Linked DNA regions of Gossypium hirsutum: region 1 is linked to region 2. Evidence: chromatin contacts called from public Hi-C data. All regions are on one chromosome and are shown on one strand. The core of a region is the stretch at or near the end of the contact, and the rest is flanking DNA. Distances in the headings are between cores, read along the strand shown. Region 1 holds the start of LOC107924823 (WRKY transcription factor 22-like). Region 2 holds the start of LOC107895304 (WRKY transcription factor 23).

The links. A called contact is a pair of places that touch in the nucleus more often than the background predicts.
Region 1: a Hi-C map of leaf shows a contact between it and region 2, with 1.4 times the contacts expected there. The contact joins the promoter of LOC107924823 here to the promoter of LOC107895304 in region 2. A contact is called at or near these places in 4 of 34 Hi-C or Micro-C datasets (callus and leaf).

What each region holds. Positions count from the first base shown.
Region 1 is chrA11:11,733,567-11,739,381 of Gossypium_hirsutum_v2.1, forward strand. LOC107924823 (WRKY transcription factor 22-like) reads right to left here and starts at 4,548. Exons shown (of 4, transcript NM_001416332.1): 1 at 4,409-4,548; 2 at 4,227-4,315; 3 at 3,962-4,102; 4 at 3,005-3,703. The coding sequence starts at 4,306. The coding sequence ends at 3,118. LOC107924745 (ATP-dependent Clp protease proteolytic subunit 5, chloroplastic) reads left to right here. Exons shown (of 9, transcript XM_016855326.2): 5 at 1-24; 6 at 122-194; 7 at 1,429-1,463; 8 at 1,568-1,656; 9 at 1,860-2,259. The coding sequence ends at 2,069.
Region 2 is chrA11:11,590,667-11,595,781 of Gossypium_hirsutum_v2.1, forward strand. It overlaps LOC107895304 (WRKY transcription factor 23), which reads right to left and starts at 1,355. Exons shown (of 3, transcript XM_041081055.1): 1 at 586-1,355; 2 at 214-471; 3 at 1-75. The coding sequence starts at 974.

The DNA.
Region 1 (5,815 bases), core at 3,298-5,797, 150 kb after region 2:
CCCCTGGAGGGTCAGTTACAGCTGGTAATGTACCTATCAAATGTATTTGTGATCGTACTGGTTTGTTTCAAATAGCAACCAATAGGCATTTTCTTTACCAGCCTGTTCTGAATTTTCTTAGGTATGGCCATATTTGACACTATGAGGCATATCCGGCCTGATGTCTCAACTGTCTGTGTCGGACTTGCTGCTAGGTATGAATTCATTGATGCAACTGTTTCTATTTATGATGCAATTTTTTTTTACATCTCAGTATGGAACATTAGAAAGCAGTAGTTTTGCAACTGTAGCTGCTTTTTCAATTATTTATGGACTATTTATTGGTCTTAACTCTGTAACTTAAACCACGTTGTTTGGTTCATTCTGACATTCTATTCTTGCTGAGAATATTTCTTAATGCGTGTAAAATATATTTTTGGCCAAATTGGTTGTAATACTCCAATTTGTTTGAGATAGAAGGGGCATGGTGATAGAGATTGTTTTATTTTTAATGTCTCCCCCACTTGATACCTGAGATTTGCATTTCAAAGCCACATTTAGTTTACTCACTGCTTTTGGAAAAGGTTATATGCATTTGGTTGGTGTCCCAGGTGCCGGAATGTTATAGAGTAAGGCCTAATTCTGGCATTTATATCTTCATAGTAGCTTGTACTGCTGCATCTTGCCAGATGACTTGCACTCAGTTTCGATTGTACATCATTATGCATGATAACAGATTTTATGAGCACTAGGGGCTGGGTTGGAAACTGATTCTTTGGCAAAAGATGGGTAAAGGGAAAAGCAGTAGCAATTGATATGAGGGTGGTAAGGATGGGTGAAGGATTGGAGGATGGGGTGGTTCTTAACTGTGTGCTCTTTTTGCAGAAAAGAACCCTACCCTGCATTTTGTGGATTGACATTCCTCAAATAAGCTGATACTCGATTCTATGTGAAATGCTTAAAGCATTTTTATTAATATTGAAATAACTTTCCTATTTGTAATGGAATGCTCTAATTGTAATTATTGGTTACTTGCTGTCAATTTGAGATGGATGATATAAGGCAGTTTCAAGAATTTTATAAATTTCTTAGTTGCTCCTGTTAATCTAAATTCTGGCATAGGCATGCAGACAACATTCTGACGAAATAGTCTTATATTTTTTATGTAATCCTTCCTAAATGCTTAGAAGTAAGGATCGGGATGTAGCTTGACTTCTGTTAGTTATATGAGAAAGTAATGTGTTTAGTACAAGAGCCTAATGATGAATGTTAGAAATCGCAAATCCTTTGATATGAAATATATTTCTAGAGTAAGATGTCTACGGATGTCCTTGGGAGTAACATTTTCTATGTGCATGTGGATGCAGTTGTCTGCTATGATTAATGAGATGTATTTTGTTGTTTGTTTGTTTTTTTGATAAAAGATGTATTTTGTTCTTAAATGAGCAGCATGGGAGCTTTTCTTCTTAGTGCTGGAACTAAAGGTATCTAACGTTGGTGATTTATACATTCATAGCTCTGTTGTTTGGTATGGTTCCCTCCAGTCTACAAAGTGTAGTTTACTCTTTGTTTTTCTTGAAACCCCTAGGAAAACGATACAGTTTACCTAATTCGAGGATAATGATACATCAGCCTCTTGGTGGAGCTCAAGGAGGTCAAACTGATATTGATATCCAGGTACGCATTTGTCTTGGCCAACCTCATGTTTTTTAAACTTGTTTTTAAGGGGAGAAAAGAGTAGAAAAGATTAAAACAATGCAGCAGTGGTATGCCTTCATGGCTAGATATCAACAGTTTTGATTTGTTGAACTTTTTAGCATGTAGCTTCAATCTTGTTCAGTTGTTGTACAATACCCTGACTGTTACACACGAGTTGTCAGGCGAATGAAATGCTGCACCATAAGGCAAATTTAAACGGATATCTTGCTTACCACACTGGTCAAAGTTTGGAGAAGATTAACCAGGATACGGACCGTGATTTTTTCATGAGCACAAAAGAAGCAAAGGAATATGGACTTATTGATGGTGTTATCATGAATCCTTTGAAAGCACTTCAGCCACTAGCTTCTACAGCTGATGGTAATGAATAGCCATTGCGTGTTTGGTAGCAATGACATGGCCTTACTCTTTAGAGATAACTGGAAATAATTGCCCACGTATCTGAGTGCCTCTTTCAGTGTTGAATAATGATGATATTATGGTAAAGAAATATGAATTTTGATGTTAATTATTATATAAACAATATTAAACAGGGAATATGAAGGGTTCTTTTTCTTTTTCTTTTTCTTTTTTTTTTTGGCTGCAAAAAGTACTGAAATTTCTCTACAGCTATAAATAGGGGTTTTAATTAGAAATCATTTTCTTCAAAGAATTTTTAATTAGAAAGAAATTTTAATTAATCAAACTCGAAAGAGATATTAACATAATTTAGGTATTTCTACAATCAAATACTAAGTAAAGAAATTGCAAAATTTAGATAGGTAGTGATAGTTAAAATCTAGGCTGATTTTTTCCTGGTATTATTTTGCTTCTTACTTATTAATTGATTATTTTCCTGTTTGTTTTGTTACTTGTGGTGCTCGTTAGTTAATTAATTTTAATTTTTAATTGATCACTTAAATTATTTGATTAAATAATAAAAAAACAATAATTATTAGTACTTATAATTTTTATGAAAATAATATTTTTATTCACTGTAATTATACTATTAATTAATAAATACATTTAGTGTGAGTAAATTTTTAGTAGATAAAAGAGGATCTTAAGCAAAGCATCCTCGCGTGAACCTCGTGCCTTCATTAATTCACACCTACTACAACCCAACAAAAGTAGCCACCCCCTCTCTCTCTCTTGGGGCGTGCGTGTGTGGTTGTCTCTATCCATTAGACTTCATGGTTTTCCCTGTTTGCTAAAAAAGATTTTGGTTTTTTTTATAGCAACCACGGACCTTTTGGTTGCCAGAGTGATCCAACTTTCACTTTTTGTGTGAACCCTCAAACAAGAAAAAAAGAAAAAAAAGAGAGGATAAAAATAGAAGATGCTAAACTAGAACCATTAGTACTGGAAGGCATAATCACTTCATTATGAGCATTTTAACTACTTTTATTTTTTTTTCCTGAGACCCATAAACACTACTGATCAAGAAGGGACAACAGGAATTCCTTCATCCCAAAACTTGCTTCGCATCATCAAACTTGTGAAAGCAGAAGATATGGGTAGTTCTTCAAGCTCATCAAAGAAATCATTTTCTTCTGATTTTGGTATTGAAGATGTTGTTATATGAAGGCAAGACAGTGGCTCTTCATCCAACAGAAACCCCAGTGTGTCATGGGTTTTCTCTAGATTCCCGTTGAAGGGATCTTCTTGGCTAATGATGTTATTCTGGGGAAAACTTAATGGGGATTGTAAATAGTGAAAATGCTGCTCTTCACTTGCATCTTCATCTGTACTGCTCGTTTTGTTTTGCTCCTTTTTTACTTCTTCTGGCTCTTTTTCTGAAACCTCCGGGAGCTGCTTCAGCGTAGTAGTTGGGGGCTTATCATCATCACTATGGGTGGTTTGGGGTTCTTTAGGGGACTGTTTTAGGTCGGCGCAGTGGAGATCAGGACCTGGATGGTTATGACTAGAGGTGTAAGTGATGATAAGCATCGAGGCATCTGTTTTGCATCTTTCCACTTGCTTTTTGGCTGAACAACCTTTTGATGTGCTACATCTGTAATAGCCTCTGCATAATGAAACATGAAACCTTGTGAGATTTCTCAATGGGGAACGGAGGAATGGGACAACGTGAAGGGGCGGAAAAACCCTTATTGGCTAAATTTTAAGGTGTGGGAGGAAAAATGTAGTTCTAACTCAAACTTCAACAAAAACATGCACAGAACTGAAGAAACATGATGTAAGTTTTGGATGTATTGACAAAAGTTTATGAGTTCATCTTAAGGACGATATAAAGCAAGAAATCGCGACGCAGAAGAAAGCACACCTGGGATAAGGAGATCCTTTGATAGGTTTTTGCCCATATTTTCTCCAGGACCATAAATCAGAAGGAGGCCCCTCGCTCTTTAGCTTTCCACCATTTTCTCCTACCTTCAGTGTAACAACAATCTTCTCAACCACCTTCCTGCTAAATACAACATATCTAAGACTTAGAAATGTTATCCCTGAAATAAACCATTGCTAAAGATGTCAAAACAGCCATGTACTAGCCAAAGACTAGAAAATTTGAGTATATATTAAATACCACTAACCTTCTTTTGGATGACTGAGTATCAGTTGGGTTGAGTTCGGAATCATCTGAAGCCAATTTTGGAGAGACAGAATCGTCCATCACCACTTCCTGTATCCCCTTGCAATGTTATTACTTACTGCCAAAATGATTAAAAGAGACAAGCAGAGCTGTTTGGAGAGTTAATGAACCTACAGTACTTACTAGTCATAGGAACAGATAAAAATCAAAAGGATTAAAGATCTCCAACCAATTGATTGTGAGAAAGATAAAAAGGGAGTTAGGCAACACGACATAAAACCCCGCAACTTGCTTCTTCCCTTTCTTGTCACTCATTTAATATTAAAGTTATTTTGCAACAATGCTATGCATAAATCACCAATCACTCGCGCTCCCTCCACATCCACCTTTGCAATAAAATAAAATAAAACCGTCCAGACAGCTACAGCATATAAATGTGTTAGATATTTCGTGGGGCGGGGCCCATCCTCCACTCCATTGGCTTGAGCCAAGTTTTGCTCCCACACACAATCAATTTTCCACTTGCAAGCTGACAATCCTCAAATCTTATCTTAAACCAAAAATCCTGAACGCGGACACGGTTTATGACTCTCCCCAAACAGAAGCAATCCAGTTTGCTGTTGGATTTGGTGGAAAGAACATGTGTTAGAATTTCGTAAATCTCAGCTGAATCTAACTCTACACATAGAGCTTATGAACATAGCTGCCTGGGAAATGCAGCAGGCGCGTATTTCTAAAGGCGGCGCAGCCAAACTGGGGTATATCCTCTAACTGATTGATCAATCATTAACGCTGACAAATGAGGTTTAATATTAAAAGTTTGGGATGAAACTTGATAACTCCTTTTGATTTACAAAAACATTCAATGCAGATACATACGATTATCTGATATTGTATAGTTTATTTATTGAAGGACTTGGATTTTTTTTTCTTGAAGCAGAACTGTAATACATAACCAACGTTGGTTACTTGTGGTAAGAACTCCATATCATCAATTTGGGTTTAAAATTAACTGATGCAGCTTTGAGTAAACTCCAGAAGGCATTAACCAGAGTTGAGTAGGGATACAATGCGTTTTTCGTCTCAAAGTCAAAATGTAAGCAATTTTCAATCAAATACGATCATTTGAGCCATGTACATGAATGATTTGAAGAATATTGTTTGGTGGACGTCATGGAACCGACTAATATATCAAATTAACAACTTTCTATATATATACTCATATATTTCTAAGAAAAAAACTGTCTGAATAGATAGATAAACCCCAGTGGAGCTTTTAAACTTTTTTTGAATATATAATTAATCTGATATTTCTTGGCGTTGAAGAAGGGATAAATTTTGTTACTCAGCTTGTGCTAGAACCCACACCATACAAATCCATCTCTAATTAAATTTATACTAACATTAAGGTCCCGAGTCGCCGTTGCTTTATTTCAGAGTTTGAATTTTGGGTGCTATAAACCGCCTGACCATTTCAATATTTTTAATTAATGATAACAAAGTCTGACAGGTGGTCAAGATGTGGCAATCCTTTAGGTAAAACAAGGTGCTCAATTTCTATGACAAGTTCATTCACCGCCGACTTTACAT
Region 2 (5,115 bases), core at 105-2,604:
ATGCTTGGATCACTGAAACATCTCTCAACTCTTTTCTTCACATTACATGAGATGGTGGTGCAACGATAATAACTCCTAAGAGAATTAAACAGTGTAAACATTATAACCTATGGAAGTTGCCTGTCTCTGTGATTTTAACTAAATTGGTGAAAAGAATAACATACAGAATGAGGGAACTAAAATAGGTTGAAGTTGGGACATTGAAGTTAGTACCTAGGGAAGGGGCTGTTTTTTACAGCTTTTTGTCCGTACTTTCTCCATCTGTAACCATCTTCCAAATGATCAACCTCGCTCTTTGTCATGAACGCGAATCTCGGTTCTCTCTGTCTCTTCTGATTTGTCTTCTTGGGTTTCAACCTAAACCCATAAACGCCAAAACAACAAAAAATAATCTTCATGATCAGCTTCAAATCACTTTGATGGAAACCAAAACCCTGATATCTTATCCAAATTAATTTCAAAATGGGACACCTGTTTAGCAGTAAACAGGAACACTGGCTCACATAGACGGAAAAGACACATCTTCGTCTCTTTCTCTCTCTTCTTAAGAAAAGAAAATAGTGTAGTATAAAGAGTTGAACTCACTGTTTCTTGGTTTTTCGCTGGTCCTCTTCTTGGTCATCTAGTTTAGCAGGTTCATCATGAGCAGCCTCACTTGATGCAGATGAAATCGTGGAAGAGTTAGGAGTGGCAGGCTGATTGAAAACCTCATGAGGAGATTCGATCTTCGTGGAAGAAAAAGGATTGGGTGGTTGGGTTGCCATTAGAGAGGGAGCCTGCTGTGCTGCCATGATCTCCAATACAGGACTACAGATCAAGTCTTGAACACCCAGCAAGTCCATGAACCCTAACGACCGGATCTTCTCTTCTTCGTTGCTGCTCAAATCAAATATACTTTGTAATGGGAAATCATTCACCGAACACGATGAGTTTCCCAATACATCTTCCACCTTTACACCCTGTTTTCTCTCCATGTATCAATCAAACACTCCAGTTCTTGTTCATCAAAAAGAGCTTGCACACCACAGAAAAGAAGAAGAAGAAGAAGAAGAAGAAGAAGAAGAATGCTTTGTTTAGTGAGAGAAAGAAAGGAAGAGAGTTCTAAAGGAAAGTGAGATTTTTGGCAACTGAGAAAGGGAGAGAGAGAGTTATTAAAGGATCGACGGGCAATTGTAGGTCAAACACTTGTACGGATATTGAACACTGCCGGTTGTCATTCATTGCATGAGGCATGAGCGCCCCATTGTTGGTCGGACAGTGGGGTGGAGGCTTTCATACGTAGATTTTTGGGCGGTCTTTTATCTGGTTCAAGTGTGAACGGAGTTCACCCCCATGTGATATTCTTACGGCATAAACCATAATGATAAAGCTCTTGGCTTCGGTTTGGGTGTATAAATAATTAAAATTATGTTTTTTTTTGTTTATTTAAATTAAATAAAACTATACCTATCTTTATTGTGCATGTGAATCAAACAATACTTTGGATAGCAGGAATAAATTGAAGAAATAAGTTTCGGAAATACAAAAGAAATTTATTTATATACAATTCAATAATTACATTTAATTTTTGCATTACACTCATACTTTTTTCTTCAGACTTCTTAGCACACTTTTAAATGAAAAAAAATATATTTTTTAGCTTGTACCCTTCTAGTCTATATTATTATATAGGGGGACGTGTACGGTTGTGAATTTCGTTTAAGAAGATAAGATAACGTATGTATTAATGTAATGCTTAGATAATTAAATAATATATAAGATTAGTGAGGGGGACTTTCATCCGTCCTATACATATATAAAGATGATGTAATTGTAGGGACAACATGTACGATCCATTGTTTATTTAATTGCATAGGTAATGGGAAAAATAATAGCCTTCTTCCCGGCGAAAATCCTACATAAAGGCAGAAAAGAGAAGGAAAAGAAGATCGGAAATCTGTTTGTTTGGGGTATGGGATTGGAGAGGAAAGAAATTATGAGAAAGCTAAAGTAGATGCACGTGGGGGTGGTGTAGCATATTGCAGAGGCACACTATAATCGTTAATCAATTGCAAATGCAAATGTAAAATCCAAATGGGAATGGGAAGCTGTGATATGATATATGTAATAATTTGCGTGTAAGCTGGACTTAGCTTTGCATGCTTCCATTATTAGGTTCCTAACTCTTTTGGGTAAGGAAATTAAGGATTCATTTAGAGGCTTCTTTTCACACATCATTTCTATCTTTTTCCTTTTTCAGTCATTGATTCTCACATCCACACATCTTAATTACTAACACCCCCATCATATCAACATGTTTAATTTTGTTGGAAGGATAAACGTGAGATGAGACTTTTTTTTTCTGATAAATAAAAATAAATTTTTAAATTAAAACTAATTATATTCTAAACACATCTTATTATCCCATCAATAATTAGCTCTTCCACATTCATACTAAAAAAACTAATTTTGAATATAAATATACAAATTTCTTCTTCTGCCCCTAAGATTATCTAAGATGGAGATGATTAAAAGTTAAGAAAAGGAGAGTTATTATCGATTCCATGTCAACTACTCCCACCTACCATCTCGTGAGAAGCATAAGACGCCTAGCTTGCCCAATGAGATCTGTACTAATAGGACCATATAATTATGCTTGTATAACGCAAACTAGACAAATGATTCTATGAAGAAAACCTTTTATATCCATTCTCCAAATAAAATATTACTAACTTATTTTCACATGAAATTCTCCCTCTAAGACCCCAAACTACACGACAGTCTTATCCACTCGTAGCTTTCACTAGAGATACGGCATTAATTTTCATCTACTACCATATCCAGCACGATTCCGTATTATAATCAACTTTCTGAATCCAACAAGGATAGAAATAATACAAGTATGTAAAATCCAAGCTTAAAGACTAGAAGCCGAGAACTCTTTTTCTTGTTTTGTTGTATTACGTGAAATTCAAAAACCAAAGCGGCGGCCATGAATCATGATGATAAAGGGCCGGCTTGGCTGTCTGTGCCCATAGAGGACCGCACACCGATAGCATGCGACCGTTGGAGCCTTTCGCCACCTTTCTCGATCGCACACGTGGTCTTTGCCTTTGCCTACGGACTTTGCTTTTGTGGGACCGGACCTCCTTATTTTCTTTTTATTTTTTGTGGGAGGTCACCGCTAACTTCCACGTGGTTGATCCAACGGGTGAGATTTTCGTGGAGATGATGACATCAGGAAGCACGTGGCCTTGATTGTGCCGTGACTTTGGCTTTTTGGCCGAGAATGTATATGTTACATTTCATGCCTTCTCCTCTCCTACCACGTTACAAGATTTGGGATCATTCATTTTAATTGGACCGTTCTTGCCTTTTTCCAAAAATTCAAAGCCTTGTTTTGGAAATTTATTTCTCAGGTTTTTTTTTTCATTTTATTTCTCTTGATATGATAATAACAATAATACTAACTTCATGTTAATACGAAAATCCAATCTCAATCCAGAAATTTTATCTTTTATTAATTTATAACTTCATTCCTTTTGAAACAACTAAATAAAAATATTTTTATTTTTAAAAGACTAAAGTGTAATTTTATTATACAATAATTTTTCTTTGATAAAAATTACATAATAATTTTTAATTTTATAATTTATGGAAAGATTAAAGTCCTTGGTGATATTAAATTGTTCGTATTCAAAACTTGTTTAAAACAATAATTAAAATTATTATTTGAAACCCAACTGACATGAATTTAAAATTAGCATCATGGCTTTTTTAGCCTTTCAAGTTTAAAGTCATTTTAGTTATTTATTTAATTTTTTATCTTTTGTAACTTTTGAACTTGTATTTTTTTTGTCAAATCTTTTCAAAATAGATGAAAAAGTTAATGTTTACTAATTTTGTTGACATGGCATCCACATAGATTGCCACATAGATGACATGTTGCCATTTAATTAACTTTTTTTAAATTTAAAAAATACTTTTTTATATTTTTAATGATTTTTAATTATTAATGATGGTTTTTATAAAAAAAATTTCAAATGTTTAAAATTTAAAAAAATTTAAATGTTGATGTGTTATCCATGTGGCAATCCACGTGTATGCAACGTTAATAAAGTTAAATATGTTATTTTTTCCAGTCATTTTTGGATAATTTGATAAAAAAAATACAAATTCAATAATTAAAAAAGACGAAAAATAAAATATAAAACTAAAATAATTTTTTTATAAAATTAGAGCTCATATGATTTATTTTTAAAATTTTATCAACTCTCTCAATTTGTATTAGTTAAAAAATGAATTCATAGAAATCTGAAAAATATGAGAAAGACCTTTAATAGCAAAATCAAGGGACTTTTTATTTAAATAATAAAAAAATTTTAAGAGAATTGAAATGAAAAGTAAAAGGTGGCATTGCATACATATAAAGAAACATCACCTATAAAAATTAATATTTTAATAGAATAAATAAAATAATAAATAATAATATTTTAATTAAAAGGGAAGTCCAGCAACACCCCTTTTTTTAACCCACCTTCTTATTTTTTTTAAAATTTCATACTTTTTAAATAAATTTTATTGTAATTTTTTAGTTTTTATAATTTTATTTTATTTCATAAAAAATAGTTGAGTTGTTTTATTTTTATAATTTTTTAGTATTTTATAATTATAAATTTTTGAATATTTAGAATAATGATTAAGTTAATTAATTTTTATAAAATTAACATAAAATCATTAGGGTAAATTCCTTAAATAGTCACTCAAGTTTTTTAACGAGTTTTTATTTTAGTCGTCGAATTCTTTTTTGTTAATACTTAGTCACTCCCATTAGGTGAATTTCTAATTCTAGTCACTCCACCATTAAAATATACTTGGTCGTCAAATAAAATGCCAATGTGACCTTCTTTTGATTGGTATAATAACAAAATTAGCTCCTAATATTTTGCACATTATATCATGTTGATTCTATTTCTAAAAAAATTCAATACATTTTACCTTCAAGGTTTACACATTATCAACTCAATTATTGTTATAAATATTCAAAAATTTATAATTATAAAATATTAAAAATTAAAATTATAAAAAAAAACAATTCAACCATGTTTATTGAATAAAATTAAACTATGGAAACTA